Linked DNA regions of Mus musculus: region 1 is linked to region 2. A link is a contact called in public Hi-C data. All regions are on one chromosome and are shown on one strand. Each heading gives the region's core, a stretch centred on a gene start, on an enhancer-like site or on the middle of the called end of the contact. The rest is flanking DNA. Distances are from core to core; before and after follow the strand shown. Region 1 has its middle 25 kb from the start of Gm52049. Region 2 overlaps Shc3 (src homology 2 domain-containing transforming protein C3).

Evidence for each region. A called contact is a pair of places that touch in the nucleus more often than the background predicts.
Region 1: a contact with region 2 is called in a Hi-C map of cortical neurons, with 4 times the contacts expected there. The contact joins two enhancer-like sites. A contact is called at or near these places in 2 of 39 promoter capture datasets (the C10 cell line and hippocampal neurons), 3 of 15 datasets of contacts at CTCF or cohesin (CD8 T cells, embryonic stem cells and large pre-B cells), 135 of 484 Hi-C or Micro-C datasets (the AtT-20 cell line, B cells, the BV-2 cell line and 63 more), 14 of 115 datasets of contacts at active chromatin or transcription factors (VIP interneurons, astrocytes, bone marrow-derived dendritic cells and 4 more) and 1 of 9 other capture datasets (embryonic stem cells).

The regions. Positions count from the first base shown.
Region 1 is chr13:51,611,652-51,617,633 of GRCm38.p6, forward strand. No RefSeq gene overlaps it. Among named protein-coding and RNA genes, the nearest start is that of Gm52049, 25 kb to the right of the region's middle. Within about 2 kb of position 4,355, at least 60 of the 459 cell types and tissues checked have an H3K27ac peak or open chromatin away from gene starts, as enhancers often do. A contact at or near this core is called in astrocytes, cortical neurons and muscle stem cells, where this site is marked.
Region 2 is chr13:51,423,045-51,429,016 of GRCm38.p6, forward strand. It overlaps Shc3 (src homology 2 domain-containing transforming protein C3), which reads right to left. Exons shown (of 12, transcript NM_009167.5): 12 at 345-5,972. Among named protein-coding and RNA genes, the nearest start is that of Gm32834, 7.3 kb to the left of the region's middle. Within about 2 kb of position 1,542, at least 15 of the 459 cell types and tissues checked have an H3K27ac peak or open chromatin away from gene starts, as enhancers often do. A contact at or near this core is called in astrocytes, cortical neurons and muscle stem cells, where this site is marked.

The sequences.
Region 1 (5,982 bases), core at 3,105-5,604, 190 kb after region 2:
GAAAACATTTTAGCACATCTGCAAGTTGGCACCACCTGAACCCTTCTTGGTAACCATGGTAACCACTGGTATGTGGGTAAAAATGAAACAAAGGCATTAACTTTTAATGCTTGTGTAGCTAGTTTAATCAGTCTTTGCCTGCGTCTCAGACATTTCTGCAAAAAGAAAAAAAAAATAGAGAAAGAAGTGAAGCAGAGAATTTAAACGAGGACCCTATGAATTAAAAAAAAAAAAAAACAACAACAACGAAAACCAAAAAACATGGAAGCTCCGAATAATAATTGAAACTAATATGTTCCAAACAGTAGTATGGAGTCTGAAGTTTTTTAGGAAGGTCTGATTCCTGTAAGGCATAGATGAGAAATCTATAAGCCAGAGCACATGTGGAGCTGTGTAATGAATTAAAACTATGCTTCTACCTTGAAATAGTTTAAATCTAACCAATACTGCGGGCTATTGGGTTTTTTGTTGTTGTTTTTTGGTTTTTTTCAAGACAGGGTTTCTCTGTGTAGCCCTGGCTGTCCTGGAACTCACTCTGTACACCAGGCTGGCCTCGAACTCAGAAATTCGCCTGCCTCTGCTTCTCAAGTGCTGGGATTAAAGGCGTGTGCACACATGCATGCAGCTCCTGAGGAGGCCAGAGAGGACATGAGGTCCCCCTGGGAATGGAATTACAGGTGGTTGTGAGCCACTGGGTAGGTGTCAGATATTCTGCAAGATCCGCCAGTGCTCTTAACTGCTGAGCCTTCTCACCCAAAGAAAGATTTTGTTATTAAAACAAAACAAAACAAAACAAACAAACAAACAAAAAACCTCACTGCCCAATGGCCTCTATCCCTAAAAGCCATTGCTCTGAGATGTAATAGCTAGCTCTACCACCCAGCACCGTCGTAGTTCCCAAACTGGGCACAGGGAGTACGTATCCATGATTTTCTTCCCCTTTAATTAATTATATATTTACATTAAATACCTTTCATGGCTGAGATTTATTCTAGATGAGGTTTTATTTTAGAAGAACAAGTCGTTCCCTATTCCAGACACAAGGACTGAGCTTAGGTCAATATGGAGCAGGAGAGAAGATATTCTAGCTTGTTCTTAGGGATGTCTCTCAGAGTGTCCCTGCCCCTGTGGAGGCTTGTGGTGGTGCCCTGGAGTTCCTGATCCAGAAGATCTGGGAGTACCGAGAACCTCGTGAAGTCACTGCTGCTGATGCTGCTCCAGGGAGCAGGGTGTTTCTGGAGCCTGTGCCCTGAGCCATTCTCCTCCACGGACATCTGCTCTGCCATCTTTGTTTGCTCTACCGTTTCATTGTGTTGGGTCACATGGGTTCGATGCTACCCTGGGCTAAACTTCTATTTTTCCAAGGATGTGTGTTTCTGAGGTTTACTTAAACATAATTGGCAAAAATTGTATATGCTTAGACTGTGCAATGCCATGTTTTGATGGGTGTGCGTGTACATTCTGAAATAATTGCCTGTCATCGCATCCATTGCTTCCCGTGGTTGCTGTCTCTTTGTCTGTGGTAAGAACATCTAAGATAGCCTCCCTCAGTCATGTTCAAATGCACAGTCCAGCGGGCACCAGCTACAGACAGACATCTGGACATTAGGTATCCAGGATGCACTCATCTTGCATAGCTGGAACTGAACCGCCTTCAGTCCCAGCCTCATCCCTCCTCCCCCGAGCTCCCATTCTACTCTCTGCTCTCTTGAGCCAATATATTTTGATGGCTATATAACCAAGGTCCTGTATCTTTTCTGTGTCTGGCTCATTTAGCTTAGCACCATGCTCACCACACTTAGCCATGGCTTCATACATGGAATGGTTTCTCCATTTTCAAGGCTGAGTAATATTTCACGAGATATTTTCTCATGCAGTCGTCGATTGACACATACATTGACTCACATGTCTAGACAGGAATAACTCTATGAGTGAACACAGGTTGAAGGGATCAGATCCCCAAATTTATTTTCTTGGAGCTTTCTGGGTCACATAGCAATTCCTTTTTTAACTTTGTAAGGATTCTTCCCAGTTTTATATAATGGTATAATGGTGCGGAAAAGTTGGTTTCTTCACCAACATTTGGTATCTGCCATGTCCCCCATCAGGCTTAGTTCCTCTGTGGCCTCAAAAAGAAAGAAGTCTCATTAGACACATTTTCTGCATGTATTAGGATAACCACCAATGATATTTACTCTCTGTGGTGTCATATGTAAAGCCAAGTTATTTATTCCAGAAGTTTCCTTTTTCTTAATATAGGCAGACGTCACTGGTAATTCCCCTCTCTGAAGTTGCATCCTTTAAGATGTGGTTTCATTTTTGCTCACCTCATACCGTTTTTTCTTTCCTTCCCGGGATCTTCTACCCTTAGGATGCTCAAGAGTCTGTGGCCCACCCTTGAGAGGCTCCCTCTTGTTGGTGATCTCGTTTCTATTTTGACCAGAAAAGATATATGATAAGTACTCAAGCTTCTCTTCTGTTCTTATTTTTGTTGAAACAGTGTCTCACTCTGTAGCCCAGGATGACCTAGAATGCACCGTGTAGCCCAGGCTGACCTTAAACTTCTAGCAACCCTCCTGCATCACCCTCCCATGTGTTGGGACTACGGGTTACCAGCATTCAATCTTCTTAAACTTGCTACCAAAATCAATTTTTTGGCGTATGATCTGTCCTATGGTTTGCATCTGAGAAGCATACACATCCTGCTGCTGTTGGGCGAAATCTCTGTGTGTCAGGTCTGTGGGTCTGAGTGTTACAGTGTTATTCAAGTTCTTGTTGAGTTTTGTTTTGTTTTGTTTTGTTTTGTTTTGTTTTGTTTTGTTTTTCGAGACAGGGTTTCTCTGTGTAGCCCTGGCTGTCCTGGAACTCACTCTGTAGACCAGGCTGGCCTCGAACTCAGAAATCCGCCTGCCTCTGCCTCCCAAGTGCTGGGATTAAAGGTGTGCGCCACCACGCCCGGCTTTTTTTTTTTTTTTTTTTTTCCTCAATGATGTATCTATTTTGAAAGTGAGATGTTAAAGACTACTACTGTGAGCCATTGCTGTCTGTACGCTCCTTCAATTCTGCTGATATACTTGCTTTATACACTTCTGTACTGTTACGGTGAGTGCATCTGCCTGTATTCTTGTTTGCTCCACACATTGGCCATGGTCAAATGACCACTGTGCCTTATGGCAGATTTTTACTTAAAGCCTACTTTGCATAAGTATAGCCATTCCTGCTTCTGCTTGCAGGAAAGTCTTCCCCATCCAGCTTCTATGTCCTCAGAGCTGATGTGTGTGTGTGTGTGTGTGTGTGTGTGTGTGTATGTGTGTGTCATTGATTTCACAGTATTCCACTCTTCCCCTTATAGGACTTCTGCAGAGAAATCTGCTGATAGCCTTGTGAGGGTCCTGATGCAGGTGGCAGGAATCTTTTCTCTTGGTAATTTCTAAATTCTGTCTGACTTTTAATAAATTGACCACTATATATCTTAGTGTAATCTTATTTTAAAAGCTTTGAATTCACGAGCTTTGGTGTCCACATCTTTCTCAATAGTTGGGGATTTATCATTTGGAAGCTATTATTTCTTCAAGCAAGTTTTCTTCTGATCGATCTTTCTCTTTTCCTTGTGGAACTCCCAGAATGTCCATGCCGGCCCACACTGGGAAGTCTCAGAAATCTATAAGCTCCCTTCACTTGTTTTTATTCTGAATTTTCTTTTCTCTGACTAAAGGGAAAACTTCAAGTGGCCCTTTTCAAGATTACAGAATCGTTTTCCTGCTTAGTCAAGCCTGCTGTTGTACCTCTATCATGCTTCTAAGCTTACTCCATGCATTCCTCAGTTCCAAAACTTCTAGGATTTTTGGTTTTCTTTTTTGTTTTTAGGTTTCCACCTCTGCAGAACTTCTCATTCCATCCATGGAGAGTGGTCTCACAATGACCTCTGTGTGTTCCCTTACAGCTCACTGACATTTCTGATTTTCCGTGTTCTTGAAGCCTTGTGTTGCTACCGACACATCTGGAAAAGCAGGCGTGTCCAGTCATTACTGAATGGCTTTGAAAGAGACAGGCATCCACTACTCACCCGAGCTAGGGATTCTGGGAGTCCCTCTGGTCTTTTCTGTGACTTTATCCCTTTGGCTCACAGTTGGGAAATGCCTTGGAAATATAAACCTCATCTGAATCTCGTAAAGCTAAGCCAAGCTCTGAGTTGTTCCCTTTCCCTGGGACGGTGCCCTGAGTGTTCAAGGTTAGTAGCCTGCTCCCAGCTCGGCAAAGTCCAGCTGGTCGCCTGCATGTGCTTGGGGCAACAAACAAAGGCTTATGCACACTGTGTTGGACAACTCTTCGCTCACTTCCGTGATGCAATGACTAACAAAAGCAATGGAAGGAGGAGTTTATTCTGCTCACCGGCTGGTCCATCATACTGTGGAGATCCTAGAGGGGGTGCAAGACAGCTGGTCGCAGGGCAGCCACAGTCAGGAAACAGATGAACGCCAGTGCCCTCCTCACTCTCTCTTTTTTAAGTCTAGAATCCTAGCCCACGAGATGATGTCACACTCACTTGGGGTGGGTCTTCTTACCTCAACTAGCCCAATCTAGATAAGACACACCCAGAGGCTAACTTAACAAAGTCCCTCATAAGCACGCCCAGGAGGTAATCTATGTGACCCTATATGCCACCAAGTTGACTATCAGCGTTAGTTTATGGGAGACCACTAGCTATTGGGATGTATACAGAATTCCCCGAGACCCATCTAGACTTCTAGCAGGAGCAACTGCAGTGGTGGAGGGATGTGACTGACCTCTCAGAGCTTCCAAGGTATCTGGATGACCAATCATTCTTTGTTGGATTCGAGACCCTGTCATTATGAACCCCGCCCCTTCTCCCCCACCCCACCCCCTTTCCTGCCTAGCCCCAGGCTATTTACTCAGGAAGAGGCAAAGGGTTTGAGTAGACCAAAACAGAACCACGCCTGTTGGGCTCCCACGTGACCAGGAAACCAGGCATTCGTTGTGTTCTTGTTTTCCCTCCTTAGAGAAGTCACCGCAGGAGGATGCTCTTGTCACTGAGTTCTGCAGATGGGGACCGGCCTATGAGACAGTGAACCTGCCTCATCTACTCTCCTTGACAGGCTTGTTCCTCCCAACCCTCACCCCCTTCCTCTAATGAGGTATTGAAGCCTCTCTGCTGAGCTCCCCGGGCCTCCCACAAAGGCATCCGTATGCATGGGCGGTTGCCAAACTCAGTGTGCCTGTGGGATGCTGAGGGCTGCAGTCTCCTGCTGTGCCTATGTTGGCAGTGTCTCTCCGTGTGTTGGTTTGTGAGTCACGAGATGAATGGCTACTTTTTATTGGTGTCTTAATATTCTTCTTTGGTTCTTATTGCTTTAAGAACATAATGCATACACACATGCATAATTTACAGGATCCAGTTGTTAAGACATCAGACAGGTAGATTTTTCTTAGTGGGGAGTGGAGGTCAGTGCCTGCAAGCCCAGCACTTTGGCCACTAAGGCAGGAGGATCATGAGTTCAAGACCAACCTGGGCCACACTAACAGTTACGAGCTAGGTTGGGTTAGAATGAGACTGCATCTCAAACACAATAAAGCAAAAACACCCACAAAAAAAAAAAAAAACAAAAACAAAAAAACAAAAAAAAAAACCAAAACAAAAAAACAATTCCCTTTCTGTTTACCCAGGAAACTAAAGACTTTATACTTATCCTAAAATAACACACACACACCACACCACACCACACACACACACACACACACACACACACACACACACACACACATCTAAGTGAACAGACATTCTGTTAGCTGAAGCTCTATGGATTACAGTCTTACTGAGCCACTGAAATTCTGGAACACATCCAATTATAATGTGCCAACAAGCCAAAACTATTGTAAACTTTGTTAGATATTGATATTAAATGTGCATAATTCAGTGTTTGAAGAGCCCTTTTTCCTAGGAAGAACACACAATTTCCTGGT
Region 2 (5,972 bases), core at 292-2,791:
CTATGCTCCAGATCGCAAAATTGGCATGAATCTTTTCAAGTGTTTCTGACAAGTTATCCCTTTTCCCACCCCTGAGGGAAAAACAGAAGACCAATTTTCTAGAGAAAGGTTTCAATCTGCCCTCCTGTCTTCTGCGATGCGTTATAAGACCCAGGGCTGGCGAGTGGCTCAGAAGGCAATGTTGCTTGCCTTGGTGACACTTGATGTCCTGAGTTCGATTCCCAGGGCCCACATGACAGAAGGAGAGAAGCCCTACAAGTTGTCCTGTGACTTCTACGCATGCATGATGGCGCCCTGCCACCACACACAGACGTGAGCTCTGTCACGCAAACAAGAGACACTTCTTTTCACAGTAGCCTTTATTGCCAACAACAGACTTAACACTTACAGTCACTGAAACAATTAACTATTTAAAAATGGTTACTCCTCTCAATCTTTGAGCCGTGGTTATTCTGTGTGCTGGGAAAGAGCCGGTCACAGAAAGATAACAAGGTGCATTTTATAGAAAATGTCTAATGACATCGCCGCCAGTTCCATGCTTTGGAGACTAGTGACAAATGAAAAAAATGAAAACAAACAAACAAACAAAAAAACAAAAACCTCATCACCCACATAGTTGTCTAAGTCAGAGGGCAGAGGGTCAGCTCTGAGCTCTGGGATTGGAAGTGCATGGGTGGCCGTCCCAATGATAAAGGCACATGTTCCAGTACCTAATAATAACAAGAAGAGCAGCATTGTCTAGGGTTAGCCTGCCACCAGCCATACCTCGGCCATGGTGATGGGATGTTCTATGCTGCCTCCTCGTGGTTATCCCAGAAGCTCGGCTGTGGTGTGCCAGGACCGTGGTGGAGGGCATGAGACCGAAAGCAACACCGTTTCTCTAAAGAGTCCCTGCAGGTGAGGGAGTCCAAGCTGCCTGATCACCTTCACCTGTTATCTCTTGGGAATGCCAAATGGTCGTCAAATCGCCTAAGTTTTATCAAAGAAAAATATTAGAAAACTTAAAGTTGACTTTGTATTTCTGCTCCTCAACAGGTGACTTAGGGAGCCAATCCCAGGCCAGTATCAAAGTGGCAAGGGGCGGTTGGCCACACTCCCAGGCAGTAACTGTTACAGTAACTGTTGGTGTTTCACAATGGTTAACAGAAACAAAAAGAAATTTCAAATATGTATATATCAATATGTATAATTGGCCACCCGAATGCTTTTGGAAAACTGTTCAATACCTTGTTACACATTACATTTACACTGAGCTGTCCCCTAATCCTGGGGCTTTTGAACATCAAATGTCTCATTCTGAACACAAAGAAATTCACATAAATTTCACAATACTCAGAAACAAGTTATATCCAAAAGTCAGTTGAACAGAGAACATTCAATTGGCAACTCACACATAGTGTTGTTAAACAAAGAAGAAGAAGAAGAGGAAAAGAAACTAGTTGTCCCCAGACTAGTTAGTCTACTGTCTCTGCCTTGTGAACTGTTGCTTGACTCCGCTGTGAGTGACTTTGGTTGTGGTAAAGGAATTTCCTCCAGTGTGAACCTGTATGTCCTCAGGAGCTCGGGTTTCAGATTCACCCCATAGGTTCTGTCCTCTATGTACAGTGGGTACATAAAGCTGTCCATTTCCTGTGGTTTCTCTTTCACCCATAGGTGTGTCTGGGGGTCTCAGGGACTCACTTACCCCCAGGGCATCTGAGAGGGCAGCGAGAGGAAAGGAAAGCTTTTCAACCTGTCCTCCGGCATCCTACTGACATCAGCAGATTCCATGAGGGACACCAACTTGAACTTTTGCACCCTTTTCTTCCTCAAGGGTACAACTGCGCCACCTGCTGTTTAAAAGCCTTCAGCGCCTCCAGCTCAGTCCTGAGCCTGATCCTTGGTCCATACTGAATGTGAGCACACCAGCCCTGAAAGCCTCCCCGACTCCCACTCCAACACTCTCACACTTCATGTGTGTGTTGGAGGAGGGGCTCCAGTTAGATTATAAACAGGAACAGATTCACCTTATGTTCCCTTCTCTGTCCCACAAGTCCCTGCAGGACCTGCTACATAGGATCTAAGGTATAAATGTGGCCAGGAGGGCTGGCCAGCCAAGTCCGGTTGTGGTAAGTCAGGCTGGGTCAAGAAAGGATGTGGGTCTGTGGGTGTTTCATCTGCATGTCCCTTTTCCTTTTCTCTAACACCTGCCTCTTCCTTGTCTTCTGCTGGCTACCCTTCTGTTTAGTTCTCTTGAGACATGGCCTCGTTTAGCCCAGGTTGACCCTGAGCTAGCCTTTACCATCCAAGTTCTGGGATTACAGAAATGCACCACACTCCTGGCTTGCTTTCCCTCTCTCTCGGCCTGCAGTGAGAGCCCTACTTCCCTTTTTGTACCATGGTCTCAGAGTCCACGACACCCAGAACTCTGCTCCACAGGTCTGCAAATGAGAGCAAATCAACCGCCAAGCTCTTGGTGCCATTTCTCATATACAGGTCATCCAATGCAGGAAACCCCAGAGGCTCAGTAGAGAGAGACCCAACACAGAGCTGGTCTGCATCTGGACATACACATGCTGTGGTGCGCATTCCATCTGAACTAAAGAAAGCTCGTGTACGTGTATACTACACACATGCAGTTCACACTCAGAAAGCCTTAGTATAAAGTTGCAATTTTTTTCTAGCTGATATAAAATGTGCCAGTTTTAAAACTGTGCATTTGTTGCTTGCAAACTTATAAATATGTATAAACCCCATTATAAATAAATCCTGTCTGGCAGATGGCATTTTATCTGCCAGCCACAGTTGCAGGGAGTTATAAGTACTTATTAATTCCCCATTTTCAAATTCACGGCATGGGCCTGGGAAATATGATGTGAAGTGGTGTGAAATTTTCTTCATAATTGGTGGGGGTGGGAGGGAGATGGAGATGGAGTCCACCAGTAAGCGTCAAGGAAGGGGTGGAGGCTCACCAGTCAATATCAAAGCCAAGATCCTTAGCATTAGCATGTCCTCACACTGAAAAGGCAAGTGCTCTACCCTCACACTAGGCCTGCTGAGTCAGGAGCCCAAGGGCCAGAGCCCTGAAATCCATGTGTGGATCAGGCAGCCTGGTTCTTCGATGTCTGCCTTCTGCTCTGAGACTGATATTTTATAAATACCAGCCTCTGCCCCAGGATGTCCCAGTTCACAGAGTGTGCACAGGTATGCACAAGGCTGGGCAGAAATCTCTGGAGATAGCCTTCCATCCATGCTGACTGTGGTGGAGCTCCTCCATGCCCCACCCACTAGCTAACCCAGGTGTCTTCAGTTCTGTTCCTGGGGCTTAACAGCAAATAGATGCCCACAATGTATCCTGGGTGGACTCGTGTTCCACAATGCAACCATTCCACAGCAGCTACTTCCTTCTTGACTTCTGGGATCATTTCCAAAGTAAGCTATATGGACCCAAATCCCCCCTCCATCCCCACCCCCACCCCCAGCTCCCCTTGGTAGAATACCAGCTAAGTCACCAACCACAGGTCCTGACTCTCTCAGGCAAATGGCTCAGTCCTTCCTGTACTTCAAAAGGTGGAGTATGTTGCTTCCATGTGAGCTACATGTCTGAGCCTCAAAAGGCCTTAGTAAGTCCTGCATTCTTTCCTAGATCTAGCCATTGACCACTGCCATCCAATTTTTTCAGCTGAAATACAAGGGCCCCTTCAGCTGAAACATCTCGAAAGCACCTGCCCATTATCCCAGAAGGGCAAAATTTCTAGGTTTGTAATATGTTCCAGGAGTGGGGTTTATTATCTACATTGTCTTTCTTGAAAACACACACACACACTTCAAAATTTCCATAAGAACTAGCATCACACATATGTTTCTGAGCACATGGTTTCATTTGCAACCTTTCTACTACCCTCCTCCTATTTAAAATCTGGCTGTCACCATCCACAAAAGCTGTTTATAGATGGCCTACCACTTTGGGCCCATGGAGGAGGAGTGAGATACGTTCTGTCAGTGAAGAGTCCCAGGAAGTCACTTTATATATTTATTTCTCTATCCACACCACTCTTTGAAGGAAGCACAAGTCATGGTGTCAGAGAACCTATTGTTCAGGTTGTACCAGGATGAGCTTCATGGGGGTGGCCTCTGCTGCATCACTGTCTTGGGGACTGAGTTGGATTTCAACTCAACTCACTTCAACAAGAAGAGAATGTGGCACTGGATCTAACGTGGAATGGAGGTGTCCACTCTATAGCCACTCCTATAAGGAGGCCTCCCAGGTGTCTAATGTCACCATGGGGGAGATCTTCCCTTCGAAAGAGAGGCATCTTCAGGACACCAGTGGAGCCTGGACATATGGCAACTGTGACCTGAATCCCATGGGCTTTGGGGAATTCATTCTCCCTGTCCTTCCAACCTAAGCTTTACCCTCCATTCATGGATTCTCACGGCCTTTACGTACAACTGCCTCTGTTGCTAAGAGAACCTCACGGTTGCTTCATGTGTCCTATTTGGCCCATCTATCCACCATCTGAGTTGGCCTGTCACAGAAAGCTGTTTATCCAGGCTAAGCAGGTATCCCGCTCTTTGTCTTTAAAATACAAAAGGGACACCATGGTCATAACACAAGTATAGGTCAAAGATTGAGTCATTTGACCTGTGTTGTTAGCAGACTGCCCACCTTATGGTGGAGGGAGATTTGAGAATCAGAGCCAACCTAGACCATGATGAACAACCCCATGGAAGGTCAGTCAGCCCCAAGAGTGTGCAGAGGTGATCTGAAGAACAGCTAACTCTCCCAGGAGAGCAAGGGATGGAAGGATTTGGCAGGGGATTCAGAGCCACTGTGCAAGAGCAGACAGGGGCTGTTTTTAAGGCTGCTGAACCCCACCACGCACCACTAAAATAGATGCAGAGTTCTGGACGGAGTGGTGGGGTGCCTATAAGGAGGAGCACAGGATCCAGGCACACGCCAGACCCTCATGCCTGGCGTAGACTCAGCCACCGTGCCCTGGGAGCTGAAGCCCCTGAATGCACAGCAGAGTGCTGTTCTGCACAGTATGGAGTTGCTCCTTCATAGCCCGAAGCCCTGCCCTACCCAGGCAGATATGGTCTGGGAACCCATGGAAGAGGTGTGTAGGCACAGGAGGAGAAGCTTTGGGGTCTGCCCCCAAACCCTGGCCTCAAAACACAGGCAGGCCACACCTGTGCGCAGAAAATGCTGAGTGACTAGAACAGCTCTTCTGTTAGCTGACGATGTGACCTGAAGTGAGCCTCAGTTTCCCCGGGTGTATGTGAGGTTTGAGGGAGTTGTCCCATCACATACATGGTGTTTGTAGCAAGACATGACGAACCCCTGTGAACTCTGACATGCTTTAAAAGGAATGCAGGCCAGAACACGGCTGCCAAGAACAACCTCTGCAGTCTGCCCTGTGTCTAAAAGATTTCCCTAACTATAACATCTGTCCTCTAATCTGGAACAATAATTAGATGTTTTGAATTAAAATTAAAAAGAGAAATGTTGATTCCTATAAATCTTATTACCCTCAAACTCAACACTGACTTCAGAGAATTCATTTCTGAGTATTCCTTTTTTTTTTTTTTTTTTTTTAAACTTCCCTGGAGAGGGAAATGAAATCAGGCGAATGCTGAGGCGCTCATGGTCTGTAACACTTTGCTAGTGACTTGAACAGAAGCATTCTAGCAGTGCGTGAGCGGGGAATTCAAGATTGGATAATTTTGTATGTTTTTCTATGTACAATACAGTCACACACAGGAGCAGCAGGACCTGTATGTGTGTGCACAGAGCACAGCCTCTTGGGGGACAGAGGACAGGGTGACTCTTGGGGTACCTCAATGCTTATGTATGTGGCCACAAGGCAAGAGCCTGAACTAGGGGCTACCAGCATATCTGCTCATCTCTGTGATTTCATCCATGTAGCATTTGTCCCAACTGACACCACTCAGGAAACAGCAGGATCCTGAAAGTTGATGCTAGAAGACTG